Linked DNA regions of Mus musculus: region 1 is linked to region 2. A link is a contact called in public HiChIP or PLAC-seq data. All regions are on one chromosome and are shown on one strand. The core of a region is the stretch at or near the end of the contact, and the rest is flanking DNA. Distances in the headings are between cores, read along the strand shown. Region 1 overlaps Camk2g (calcium/calmodulin-dependent protein kinase II gamma). Region 2 holds the start of Vcl (vinculin).

Evidence for each region. HiChIP or PLAC-seq counts read pairs in DNA pulled down with a chosen protein or histone mark.
Region 1: a contact with region 2 is called in an H3K4me3 HiChIP or PLAC-seq map of bone marrow-derived macrophages, with 4 times the contacts expected there. The contact joins the enhancer-like site here to the promoter of Vcl in region 2. A contact is called at or near these places in 1 of 39 promoter capture datasets (neutrophils), 1 of 484 Hi-C or Micro-C datasets (cardiomyocytes), 7 of 115 datasets of contacts at active chromatin or transcription factors (the NIH/3T3 cell line, bone marrow-derived macrophages, embryonic forebrain and 3 more) and 4 of 9 other capture datasets (adipose tissue, embryonic stem cells, liver and 1 more).

What each region holds. Positions count from the first base shown.
Region 1 is chr14:20,764,594-20,771,741 of GRCm38.p6, forward strand. Camk2g (calcium/calmodulin-dependent protein kinase II gamma) reads right to left here. Exons shown (of 21, transcript NM_001360186.1): 4 at 6,414-6,468; 5 at 5,471-5,536; 6 at 1,560-1,632; 7 at 1,319-1,421; 8 at 803-886; 9 at 268-362. Among named protein-coding and RNA genes, the nearest start is that of Camk2g, 26 kb to the right of the region's middle. Within about 2 kb of position 1,533, at least 132 of the 459 cell types and tissues checked have an H3K27ac peak or open chromatin away from gene starts, as enhancers often do. A contact at or near this core is called in the NIH/3T3 cell line, adipose tissue, bone marrow-derived macrophages and 1 more, where this site is marked.
Region 2 is chr14:20,925,378-20,931,789 of GRCm38.p6, forward strand. It overlaps Vcl (vinculin), which reads left to right and starts at 4,021. Exons shown (of 21, transcript NM_009502.5): 1 at 4,021-4,311. The coding sequence starts at 4,144.

The sequences.
Region 1 (7,148 bases), core at 283-2,782, 160 kb before region 2:
CCCATTCTTTGTGGAAACAGACCAAAGAGCTTCATTGAGTTCCTTAATTTTATAGCTAACAGGAGCATTTAAAAAAAAAAAACAAAACCTGTTCCCTGTATATAAGGTGGCAAGAATTGAGTCCTGTATGCCCATCCTTGGGTCCTCAAAGTCCCCTGATGCCCTGTTATCAAGTGACAATATCACTACTCCCTTGGACAGACCCTTAGGGGCAGGGACTCTGTCCTTCCAGGAGTGACTGCTCAGCTCTCAGAACCCCATCCTTACATCGTAGGCTCCAGCTTTGATCTGCTGATACAGCTTGTGCTGATCCTCATCCCAGAAGGGAGGGTAGCCCACCAGGAGGATATACAGGATGACCCCTGCGAGACAGAACACACAGGTCACTGGGGTCACTCACCTACCCCTGAGGAACCAAGAAAGGCCATGCAGGGCTCAGAACCACCCAGAAGGGCAAGGCTGGGCCAGAGTTAAAGGTGGACGCCAGTAGATAATGCCATCCCTCCTGTTGTGCCTCACTCCTTACGGCACCAAGCCATGTCAGAGACTTCTTTAGTCTATCCTCTAAGGTGTGGACGAGCCCTTCTCCAAGAAGGATACAATATAATACAGGAAGTCACTTGGGAAGTAAGCATGACAGGAACAGCTCTCCCAAGGGAAGGAGAACAAACAACACCATGATTTCACATACAGCAGGCACCGTGGAACCCAGAAGGGATGGGTGTAATGCCTCTTTTTCTTGTCATCACAGGAAGCCAAGGGCCCAGAACACCAAAGAGCCGAGGGTATGGAATGGGCTTACCGCAGGCCCAGATGTCCACAGGTTTTCCATAGGGATCTTTCCTCAAGACCTCAGGGGACAAGTAACCTGGGGTGCCGGCAAAACCTGTAGCAGAAGAGAGGGCAGAGCCAAACTGAACCCGCTTTCTCTCCCAGTAAGGCCACATCTGTAATTCCCTCCAAAGCCCTCCTAATGCTGGTTGCTTTTACTATATAAGCTTTGACTCAGTACCGAGGCCGCAAAAGATGACAGGCTGGGCTACGTGCAGTGCCTGGAATCTAAATCAGAGGGCAAGTACTTGTGCCTACCAGGAACTCAAACACCTCCCCAGAGGCAATAAGAATGCAGTGCTGACAGCAGCCAGACCCACTGTAATGAGTCATGAGGGCGAGGAGGGACCTGGGGGGGCACCCTCCTCCACTTTCTGAAAAGGCCAGGACCATTAAAGGCCTGACTTCTAGTTCTGAAAGAGGAAGGCAGACCAGGAAAAGGAGGAAGGGTGGAGGCTGCATTCTCGGAAGACAGGGTCACCCTTACCAAACCAAGCCTGCTGCTCTCCCTGTACTTCGATGGCCAGGCCAAAATCAGCTAGCTTGACCGCAGCACCCTTGCATTTACTCGCCAGCAGCAAGTTCTCAGGCTGCAGAAGGAACAAAGAGAACCTTATGAGGGAGGCATCCACCCTGGAGCCCAAAGGGAGCCTACTTTGGGCTCACAGCGCCACTATCTAGCACCAGGGGGCGCCAACGAGTCACAAGTAGTCAGCCCGGTTGAGTACCTTCAGATCCCGGTGGACGATGTCATGCTGGTGGATGTGGTTAACACTCTCCAGGATCTGATGTATACAGTGGCTGAAAGGACAGCACAAGCGATGTCAGTGCAGGGCTAAACCACCTCACCGACGACTGCCTGTGCGGACTACACTCACCGAAATACAAGCTAGAACCCTGGGCTTTAAATGTTATCTAGCTCAACCTATTTTGCTTTTATTTTTTAATTGAAAAATAACTACTGACTTCTGAGGGACAATGGGAGATTCTGCTACAAGCACATCACCATATACCTCACCTCAAATGCTTATTCTTTCTAGTGAGAACATTAAAAATCCTTTTTTTTTTTTGTACGTTTTAAAACCTTGCCAGGTGTAGGTGGCGCACACCTTTAATCCCAGCACTCAGGAGACAAAGGCAGGCGGATTTCTGAGTTCGAGGCCAGCCTGGTTTACAGAGTGAGTTCCAGAACAGCCAGGGCTACATAAAGAAACCTGGTCTTGAAAAAGCTAAACCAAACCAAACCAAACCAAACCAAACCAAACCAAACCACCAACATTACTAACTCGAATCACCTGCTGTGCTTAACTACAATGCAGGAATCCATCCCCCTATCTGACCACCACCTCTCTTTCCTCACCTACACCCACCTACTCTGGCTTCTGCTAACCACTATTCCTCTTTCCCTCACGAGGGCATCCTTTTTAGATTCCACATGTAAGTAAGATCATGTGGTATTTGTCTTCCTGTGCCTGGCTTGTCTCACTGAACATAACGTCATCCAGGCTCACCTATCCTGTCATAAGTGATAGAATTTCCCGGCCTTTTTAAGGCTCAGTAGTATACACTACTCTTTTTTTAATCCATTCATCTGCTAATGGACATTCAGGTTGTTTCCATATCTTGGTTATTGTGAATAATGCTGCAATGAACGTGGGTGTACAGACATTTAACATCCTGATTTTAATTTCATTGGGTATTTACCCAGTAGTGGGATTGCTGGATCATATGGTACTTCTATTTTTAGTTTTTCTGAGAAACATCCATACTGTTTTCCAAAAATGGCTATACTAATTACAATACCAACAGTATATAAAGGTTCCTTTTTCTTCCTTCCTTCCTCCCTTCCTTCCTTTCCTTTTCCTGTTTTGAAGTCTTCCTGCTATGTAGCATAAGCTGGCCTGTAACCTTTTGTGACCCAGGCTGGCCTTGAATTCATGATCCTCCTGCCTCAGCTTCAGGACCACTGGGATTATAGATGTGTGACACTCAGCTAAGAGCTCTCTTCCCTCCTCATCAAGACTCTCCACAGGGATGGAAAATGAGGTAAAGTTATGTGGGCTTTCTAGGGTGACAAAGCCTTAAGGCAAGGACTGGAATTTGTTTTCTAGGAATGGAAAGATGCTGAATATTCCTAAGGAAGGCGAGAACCTCTAACCCTTTCCTCCTCTTTCCTCAGAAGCAGACATTTTTTGTTTTGTTTTGTTTTTTGGTTTTTTTTTTCGAGACAGGGTTTCTCTGTGTAGGCCTGGCTGTCTTGGAACTCACTCTGTAGACCAGGCTGGCCTCGAACGCAGAAATCCACCTGCCTCTGCCTCCCGAGTGCTGAGATTAAAGGTGTGCACCACCACCGCCCAGCGCACTTTTTCATAGAGGAGGGGCTTATGCCGTATCTTGGGAAGACAGCTGGTGGGCACAGCCTTCACTTGTTCAAACATTTACTGTGTGACTCTTAACAGTGTTTTCTTTCTTGTACTACCTAAGATATTAACTGCTCTAAAGTTTCTCAACTAGTAGGGAGGTAAGAGAAGCCCATAGATTCCTTCCAGAAAGATTATGTTTAAGAGGGCCCTTAAATAGGATGTCTACATAGCGTTTCTGATGCTTTTGTACAGAAAAAAGCCAACCTAGCTCAGAACCACATGTTGGTCCTGTTTATGAAAGCAGACTGTTCACCTTGCAAACGCTCCTGCTAGTCCTATAGGTAGACTCCTGGTGGCAGGTGTGAGTACTCCAGAGCAGTTTCCACTCACTCGGAGGGTGAGTGTGCCCTTCACGAGACATCTGGCAATGTCTGGAAATAACTGTGGTTGGCACAACTTGGAACGGGGGGACTCTGCTGACTGATATGCGTCTAAGTTCTCTTCGTACATAGGAGAGACCTTTGTAACAAAAAAATTATCTGTGCCAACTGAGGCTGAAGAACACTGGTACGTGGGTACGTGCCCAGTCAGCAGCCTCCACCAGGTGTGCAGGGCAGACCTGCAGAAGATCCAGGTGTGCCAGCCTACGGAGCCTGCACTTACAGTTTGTTTCTCTGAAATCTGGTACTGGGGGTCCTATGAGAGTCAAAGGGTCAATGGATGTCATCAGACTTGGACACTGAGGCTCAGGGCCTCCTACAGCAGAGAACCCAATAGTTTGCCAAAGGAACTTTAAGACTGAGCTTCAGAGGCGAGTCTCCACAGAAATGTATAATTAGAACAGAGCCCGGCTAGCAGGGAGAGCCTTCTGGCCAAAAATGGCAAAAGTGTGAAGTGTCCCAGCAGAGCCAGGCCAAGCCCACTGGTACAGTCCTCCCACCCCCAAGCTCCCTGGGCTATCGCTGCCTCCTCCCACCCACAGCCTGGTCCTCCCCTGCTGGCACTGGAATTCATCTCTCCACTTGAGAATTTTTTTCCCAGGCTGAGGCATCTGAAGTTGATCAGCAAACATCGGCTGTTCAGGGTTGAGAAATTCATGAGGAAGCGGCACTCCCCTCCTCTCTAGAGGCAGCCTGAGCCAGAGAAGCTGTAGGCAGGATAACAACAATCAGGCTATGATGGGGAAGGGAGAAGGTGGGCAAAGCAGGCCTAATGGCACTTGAGCACCTCGATGCAGGTAGACTGTGCTGTCACACAAGAGCCACTGGCTTAGGTGGAAAACACTCCCTTACGCTGATGGTCATGATGGTAAGGTGACAAAGTGACAAAGGCTGAAGGATCCCAAGGAAGCTCTCCAGTTTTATACCCTTCAGGAAAAAAAATGATGCTTCCCCTATCTCTGATCCCCAGGCACCTGTGTAAGGAACCTGTACACACTAGAATTTGTTGAAAAGGAAAAGGTACAGAGAGGGCTATTGGGCATGCTTGTGAGTATATAGTAGTGGGAGAAAGGTATTTTGGGGGTAATAGGATAAAGGCAACCTAGAAGAGGCTTTGAAAGAAATTAATCTAGGTACGTTGAATATTTAACTTCTGAGAATGCAGCTCTACCACATCTTACAGGCCTTTGTTCAGACAAGAGTTCAAAGACTACTAAAATAACATACACACATACACATACAAACACACACATACATACACACACACACAAACACACACACACAAACACACACATACATACACACACACACACAAACACACACATACATACACTCACACATACACACACACACAAACACACACATATATATACACACACACACAAACACACACATACATACACTCACACATACACACACACACAAACACACACATACATATACACACACACAAACACACACATACATACACTCACACACACACACATACATATACACACACACACACAAACACACACATACATACACTCACACATACACACACACATACATACACTCACACACATACACACATACAAACATACACACACAAACACACACATACAAACACACACATACATACACTCACACATACACACACAAACACACACATACATACACACACACACACACACACACACACACACACATACACACACAAACATACACACACACACACACACACACACACACACACACACACACAACCACACACACACACACACACACACAACTAGCCAGGACTTATTTCAATTTAAACTCGAAGGGCTTCACTCAAACAACCAAGATTCCTCTTACCTGGCATCAGCTTCACTGTAGTACTCTCTGGCCACAATGTCTTCAAACAACTCCCCTCCGGTAACACTGTAACCAACAGAAGAAACAGTCAGAGGAGGTGAGGTCCACTGGCCAAAGCCAGCATCCATCAGGTAACTTAAGTCACACAGTAAAACAGCTTTTAGAGCCACCCCAACTCCTCATGTACTTTGGGAGCCCAGAACATGTCCATCCTTCAATGGCACAGGGCTTCTCCTTGGGTTAACATGGGCTGGTCCCTCCTTCCTGACAGCTCTGGTTCCATAACCTAACAGAATCACTAACACTCAGAGAGTGATGAAGACATAGGGATCCATGAAAATATTCTTACTACAAAAGTCAGAACTTTTCCTAAGACCATTATGGACATTATCAATGGCAGTGCAAAGGCAGACCTACTGCTAGAGTTGAGGAATAATGAGACCACAGATACAGAAGCTCAACTATGACCACACTGAATAGGGCTTTTCCAGGAGGTAAAGAGACACACTCCTAAGACATTAAAGAACAACCAAGGTGGAAGAGAGACAAATGGAACGCAGTTCATGACTCCTAAAAGCGACTTCCAAAACTTCCCAGAATTTTAAGGACGTACAAAGAGTCATTGCTTTATTTCTCCAATAAGGGAAACACACCAAGAAACAAGAAACAAACATCTGCACACAAGTTATGCACAGAACAGAAAGGAGGGAGCAAGGCCACCCTGGGGCTCAGGCTCTAAGAGACAGTGAGGAACAATGAGACGCTAAGGGGGAGTGGCTTTGGGTAGGCACACTTATCCCCAGAGAAACTTCACCAGTGCTTTTCCTCAAGCAATGGGAAGGAGCCCTCACAGAGGCTGAAGGCCTCGGTTAGCCTTTCCCAAGCCTTCATCCTCAGCCAGCTGGAGAGAAAGGTCCCCATACCCTCAGAAAGTGGCACTTACAGGTCAAACACGAGGTAGTGAAACCCTTCTTCAGAAATACTGTCATGGAGACGCACTGTAAGAGAGGAGATGGGAACAGAGATTAGCAGAAAAGAACTCAGAAATCCTATTCTCTGTAGCAACCCCATCCAGCCCCATCTTGTCAGCCTCACAGGGCTTGCTTCTGAAGATGTTTTAGAGAAAAGTGGCAATGTACCTAGTACCCCTTGGGCCACGGGTACACAGTCACAGCAAGAGACTAGTGCTTGGTTTCCACTGCAGACCGAGACGAAGAAATAGAAGCTTCGTGGCTCAGAGAATGAATCAGTCAGGTGGAGAAGCAAGAACCTCTGGAAGGGCAGGCCCCACAGAAGGTGCAGCTAAGACACGACGCATGGCACAGCAGACAAGATGGGAGAGCACAGGAGCTCTTTCAGAGGAGCAAGTGGGAGCAGGAGGATGAGAGGGTCTGGGAAAAGGTAGAACCTATCAGAAAGGCATGTGGAGCAGGCCGCACACACACTCAGGCAACCAACACAGCACCTGCTTTGAGATAGGGTTTGTATATACAATCTCAAACTCAATATGTAGCTGAGGACAACCCTGGACTTGTGATCCTCCTGCCTCTATCTTTCAAATGCTAGAATTACAGATATGTGTCACCACACTTAGTGTGGTGCTGGATGATCTAGGACTTCATGTATATAGGCAAACACTACCTACTGAGCCACATTACCCACTGAGGCACATTTTCTG
Region 2 (6,412 bases), core at 2,771-5,270:
TATATTGTAGAAGACGACTTTGACTTTCTGATCCTCCTACTGCCATCTCCAGCTTTCTGGGATTACAGGCATGGACCATCATACTTGGTATTCTAGGTCCAACTCAGGATCTCATGTATGCTAGGCAAGCACTCTGCCAACTGAGACACATCTTCTGCCCTCCTGAACTCTTTATACACATTCTTTCACTGATTTTTACACAAAGCCTATGAAGGTTGTGGCATTATTTTATTTATAGTTCAGAGAGAAGAAAAGCCACTTATGAGATCTGTCTCTTGGTCAAACTGTAAAGCTAGGATTACTTTGAATAGCAATGCTTCTGAGTTCTTTGCTTTTTGTGTTATTTAACCCATCTGTATGTCATGTATGTGGAGGTTAGGAAGTAGAAAGTAGTAAGATTGGTCTGGGCCCAGACTCTGGAAGGTGTCAGTGTTAACACGTATTAACAAGTATCAAGGAAGATGTTAGAGGATGCATGTGAAGATGGAGAGATACCTCGGATGGGGATGGCAGGAGCTGGCTACCTCCCCACTTCCAACCCGATGCTATAAAGTTGGCTCTCCCACCATCAACTCTTTAAGAAGTTATTACCCTGACAGTTATCAGGCTTCACTGCTTGTTTGACCTTATAAGGTCTCCTCACCCTGCACCTTGTAGATGAAGCATTTTCCAACACCCCTGTCCTGGCCATATGTTGTCCCTGAGACCCTAACCACCTCCTCAGAGCCATAAATACCCCGTTCTCCCCCCAACAAAAGAATCAGTTCTCTGAAGCTGTGTTTATTGAACTCAACTTATCACTGAACAAGATCCTGCACAGCACCCATCTGTGCCTGGTTAAGCTTCCCTCCTTCCAGCCCAGTGGACAATGGGCCTGGCTACCTAGAGGGAGAAGCTGACAGGGCTTGGGGGCTGAAAGAACACTAACTGGGAATGGCACAGACCTTTGAAACCTTAAAGCCAGTTACACACCTTTTCCAACAAGGCCGTATCTCCTAATCCTTCCCAAACAGTTCCATCAACTGGGGACTCATTATTCAAATATAAACCACTACATTTAAACCACTACACCATGTTGTAGAACTGGACAATGTTTTTTTTTTACATTAGTGTTTTTTAGCTTATTTTATTGTTTTATGTATATGAGTGTTTTGCCTGCATGTATACCACTTGCATGCAATGTACTACTTGCATTCAGTGCCTACAAAAACCAGAAGTGGCCATTGGAGTCTCTGGAACTGGAGTTATGCATGACAATGAGCTGCTAGGTGGGGGCTGGGTCCTTGGGAAGAGCAGTTAGTGCCTTTAATCACTTAGTCATTTGTCTAGCCCCTTTATATTAATTTTGATGAATTTCCATAACGAGGTGTGTTTCTTGGGAGCTATTGACTTTTTTGTTCGTTTGTTTGTTTGATTTTTTTTTTTTTTTTTTTTTTTTTTTGAGACAGGGTTTCTCTGTGTAGCTTTGGCTGTCATGGAACTTGATCTGTAGACTAGGCTGGCCTTGAACTCACAGAGATCTACCTGCTTCTGTCTCTGAAGTGCTGAGATCAAAGATGTGCACCATCACCACCAGGCTCACTATTGACTTATTAAAGAGTCAGTAATGGTCAGACTATTATTGCCTATGCAACCCAGCCTGCCCATTTGGTATGCAAACAGTGCAGTTGCACAGGTTCCTGCATTCAGAAGCACTTCATGCTGGTGCTTGTTGCCTTCAAATATTGTCTCCTAGTCTGTTATGTAGAAAAATAATTCATTTGAGCCTTCGGTCATGAGTCTTGGATAGGTTTTCAGCTGCTGGTTCTCCTGTTCTTTTGGCCCTGCTGAGTCTCCATTTCCCTGCTTTGGCCCAGTCATCATTGCCATCTTTCCTACCTTGGTCTAACCTCAGGGTATATTTCCTCCAGTGTCTAGGGATGAAGCACGGTGATAGCCATTCCAAAACGGTAGCAATGCCACAGCATGTTTAAGGATGGAGTCAATGAGGGTAAATTATTTTTGAAGATCACTCGTTTGCTATGGGCTTAAGGAAGGAGGCCTATGGGAAATACCTGCCTTGGATTCTTTCTTCCTAGCAACTAAGAGAAGAATTACAAGTTAGTGGAGTGGAGGGGTTCCCAAGTTCTGGGAAGGTTTGTAGTTAACCCCAAAATCCCTCTGTCCAGGAGATAGGTCATTAAGTAATAAGCAAAACACAATGATGAACTGAGAGACTCCAGAGAAAGAAGTCTGACGTTGAATGGCCCAGGAAGCTCTTATCAAAGGCAGACAGAAATGAGCTCCCTCCTGTACAGCTTTGTTTCAGTTGGAGGCAGAGCCTCTGCATTCATGGTTATTTATTAAGGTGGTTTTGTTTGTTTTGTTTTTGAGTCAGTGTCTCAAGCAGCCCAGGCTGTCATCAAACTTGCTAGGTAGCCGAGGAGGACCTTGAACTTCTTCTAATCCTCTTGCCTCCAACTCCTGGGTGACAGACAAAATTATAGGTGTGTATGAACACCATGTCCTTGTTTTGTGATGCTAGAGGCTGACCTAAAGCTTTGTGTATGGTAGGCAAGTACTAAAGCTTTGTGCATGGTAGGCGAGTGCTCTTTACCAACTGAGCTCATCCCCACCTCAAGAGAAAGTTCAAGACTTGGTAACCACAGAGCAGAAACGGGGGTATGTACTGCTAGACACACAGAACTTTAGAGCTGGGTAAGACAACATGTGGCTTGGCCTTCTGCAAAATGTGACATCCTGAGAAACATTTTTCTTTGACTTGAGGATCTTTCATTTGAAGGCATTAATGAATGTGTTTCCTCTCAGAATGAGGAAGCTTGGGCAAGAGAACTTGAGGTTAGGAAAACATGCAGATGTCTTAAATGTGGTGAGGGGATTGGGCAATTTGGCCCTACTTACAGACTTGTTAAAAAGTATCCACTTTTGAATTTTCATTTCACTTTTTTTTTTTTTTTGAGATGGGGGTCTTGTCATGTTGCTCAGACTGGCTTGGAACTCCTTCCTCAAATGATCCTCCTAACCCTGCCTCTGGAGTGCTGTTGTAACTACAAATAGATGCTCATCACAACCACAAAAGGACTACCCCTCCAGGATGGCCTCAAACTTTCTTTGTAGTGGAGTATGACCTTGAACCCCTGATCCACTTCCCTAGTGCTGCTGGTATACGGGCCCACTCTATCAAGGCTGATTTTGCGTAGTGCTGGGAATCAAACCTAGGGCTTCTTACATTCTAGGCAAACATTTTAGCAACGGAACCAGACCTAAGTAGATTTGCAAAAATGGGATACCAGTCGCTAAAACAGAAGGTGGCAGACAGACTTCTACTCACCAAAAGCGAAAGATTAGCAGGTAAATTTCATTAAGTCTCTAGTTCTACGGAAACGTTCCTATTTATTTAGAAAACACGTATTTGCAAGTGAACGTGTACACGGAGGTCTAGAAAGTGCCACACCAAACTTAACTGTGACTATCCGAGGGCAGATAGTACAAATCAATGGGTACTCATGTTTCTCGGTGTGTTTTTGTTGTCTGGATCTTTTTACTTCCTCGTGAATTACTGGGAGGTGACGGAACAGTGTTCTGACTGCGTCCGGTGACGGTAAAGGGGAGCACCCTGCGGGGAGACCGGGGGAAGCCGAGGTCCCCTCTCTCTGGCGCTGCCTGAGGTGAGGATATCCCGCCCTACTGAGGTGATCCTGCGGAGGGGCGGAGCTCCGCCACTCTGAGGCGGGAGGCGGCTCCTGGGGGCGGGGCCAGTCCAGTGCAGTCGCTCGCTCCGCTCCCACTATGCCCTTATAAGGAGCGCCCCGCGAGAGGGTTCGGGAATCCGGTCGCAATCCCTGCGGCGCAGCCCCAATCCCAGGCCCCTCCCTTGGGAATGGGGGCGGGGCGGGACCTTAGCGGCTCTGCCTTGGGGGCGGAGCTTATCGAAGTAAGACCAATAGGAGCCACAGTCCGGCTCTGAGTTGCGTTACCATTGGGCGCGGCGACGTGAGAGGGCGGGGCGCCTGTGGGGCTAGTTACGCCGAGGGAAGCCCGGACTCTAGTCGCCGCTCCGAGTCAGTCACTCGCCGCCGGCTCCCGGCCCTACGGATCCCAGTTTTCTGTTGCCCGCGGTACGCCGCCCCGCTAGCCGCCGCGATGCCGGTGTTTCACACGCGTACGATCGAGAGCATCCTGGAGCCGGTGGCGCAGCAGATCTCGCACCTGGTGATTATGCACGAGGAGGGCGAGGTGGACGGCAAAGCCATTCCTGACCTCACCGCGCCCGTAGCCGCCGTGCAGGCGGCCGTCAGCAACCTCGTCCGGGTGAGCGCGCCGGGCCTGGGACGGGAGCGCGGGCGGGAGAAGTCCCCAGGGTCCCGGTCCGCCTCGCTGCTTGCATTCGCAGGCGCTTGGAGCGTCGGGTGGACTCCAGGGCAGGTGCCGTGGTTTCGAATGCCGATTTCTCTGGGCTGTGACCTTGAGCAAGCCACTGAGCCTGTCGGGGACCTCAGTTTCCTCATCTATAAAATGGGACACTTGTGTGAGAAATCCTGCCTTGGGGCTGTGCTGTGAAGAGTCAGCGAGCTTTTAGTTGTGAAGTGCCTAGGGTGTGTGTGCCCGTAGTAGGCGCCCAAGAAATGGTCGTTAGGTTGTCTCACGGTCCCTCCCCTGGGCAGGCTCGCGTCACTTGCGTTGAGTACCTTGCTCTTAGCTCCTTTTTAGGCCTCTCCTCTCCAACCTGTGGGTGGTTTCTCTTATGGTCTCCCTGCCCTAACTTCCAAGGATTCTTATTTGCACCGGGCTGCTCGCCTTTCTAATACTTCTGTCCCCTGAGACCCACCTGCCCAACCCTCCCCTGGGATCCTGGTGTCTGTCGCTTCTACCCAACTGCTTGGCTTCTTCCTCTCTCTGTCGCCGCCTCCTTTCCTTCGGGGCATTTTGCTCACACCTCCGGGGACTCTTAGCACCTTTAGACAGTAATTCATAACCAGGAGCCCTGCTTGCCCTCTGCCTGACCCCATGGCCGTCATTTTATTCCTTCCATGAAGCTGTCTATCCATCTTTACTGCTGTCAAATGGCTTTCTTTCACTGGGGCCTTTCCAGATTTGGGGGGCCTCCTCCTCTGCCCCTCCTTCTGGCAGGAAGCAAGATGGAGCTGCTGTGAGAGGCCTGTGGAATCTGGGATCTGCAGCCCCTGCCTGAGGGGAAGGCTAGGGCGTTCTTTGCCAGTCCACACTTTTCTGCCTGCCCCTAGCTATTTATCGATCTTTGTAGCCCACTTCTGAAATGGGAAAAGAGATAGAGAGACTAGTCTCGTAACTGTACCCTGGCTAATGTCACACTTGCTCCAGGCTGGGTGTGACTCAGACTGCTGTTCCCTGTGAAGAACAACTCAGGAAAAAGTTCATACTGCTTTCCGAACCAAGCTGTGTAAATGGTGTGTCAGGGTAGTTGATAGGTAACTGTCTGTCGGGTGGGGCTTGTGTTATTTATCGGATTATAGGACTTTAACGCATGAAATGACTTCCTGGGTCTTCAGGGGCCTGGGACTGTCTCAGGCATTTTAGGAGACCTGTGGCAGCAAGTAGGAGGGGGAGGGGGAGGGGAGAGGAGGGAGGGAGAGAAGGGAGGGCGGAACTAGGGACTGAAATTTCTGTTCTTCTGTACTGATTAAGTAAGAAACTATTGAGTAGGAGCAGTGTACTCATTCAGACTGTCTATCTTGTTCTTGTTCTCTTTGTAGCTAATTTTAATCTTAGACCCCAGAGTACATTCTTATGTAGTGTTGTCTGACATGGCTGCATTCCAGGCCTCTGGTTTTTCAACAAATGGGAAACAATGTAAAGAGACAAGGTAATGGTGTCCCTCCATGTAGCACTTGAGGATAGGAAATCTTAAACCCACATGTTGCACTTGGAACACAGCTGGTGTAGTCAAGGGCTTGGTTGATATCTGGTTAGGCTATTTAGAGAGAAGTCATTTATGAGCTCCCAGGCCATGAATTAGTAAGCACTGAATGTGTGCTGTATAAAGAGCATTGGAATGAATTAGTGGCCCTCAGGGTGTGCATGAGAATCACCAATGGGGCTTTGTAGATAGGACTGTTTCCAGTTCCCATCCCAGACTTACTGAAGGATCTCCAGGAGTAAAGGTTTTCTGTTTTTTAAAGTAGCTCCATAGGTGGTTATGATGGTCATAGTTAGGAGACATACAAAAGAAACAAGGGCAGATATAAGATGGAAAAAAAATACATGTAGTTGCATACTTCCTAACTATAAAAGGTATTTAAAGTTGAATCCGTGGAGGGGATTGGGCTGATAAATAGTCATAAACAAAGGTGCTACCAGGTTTCACTAAGTAGATTGTCTTGATTGCAGGTTAAAGAAATCAGACTCGAAGCCAGTGAATGGTATATGGGTAGTT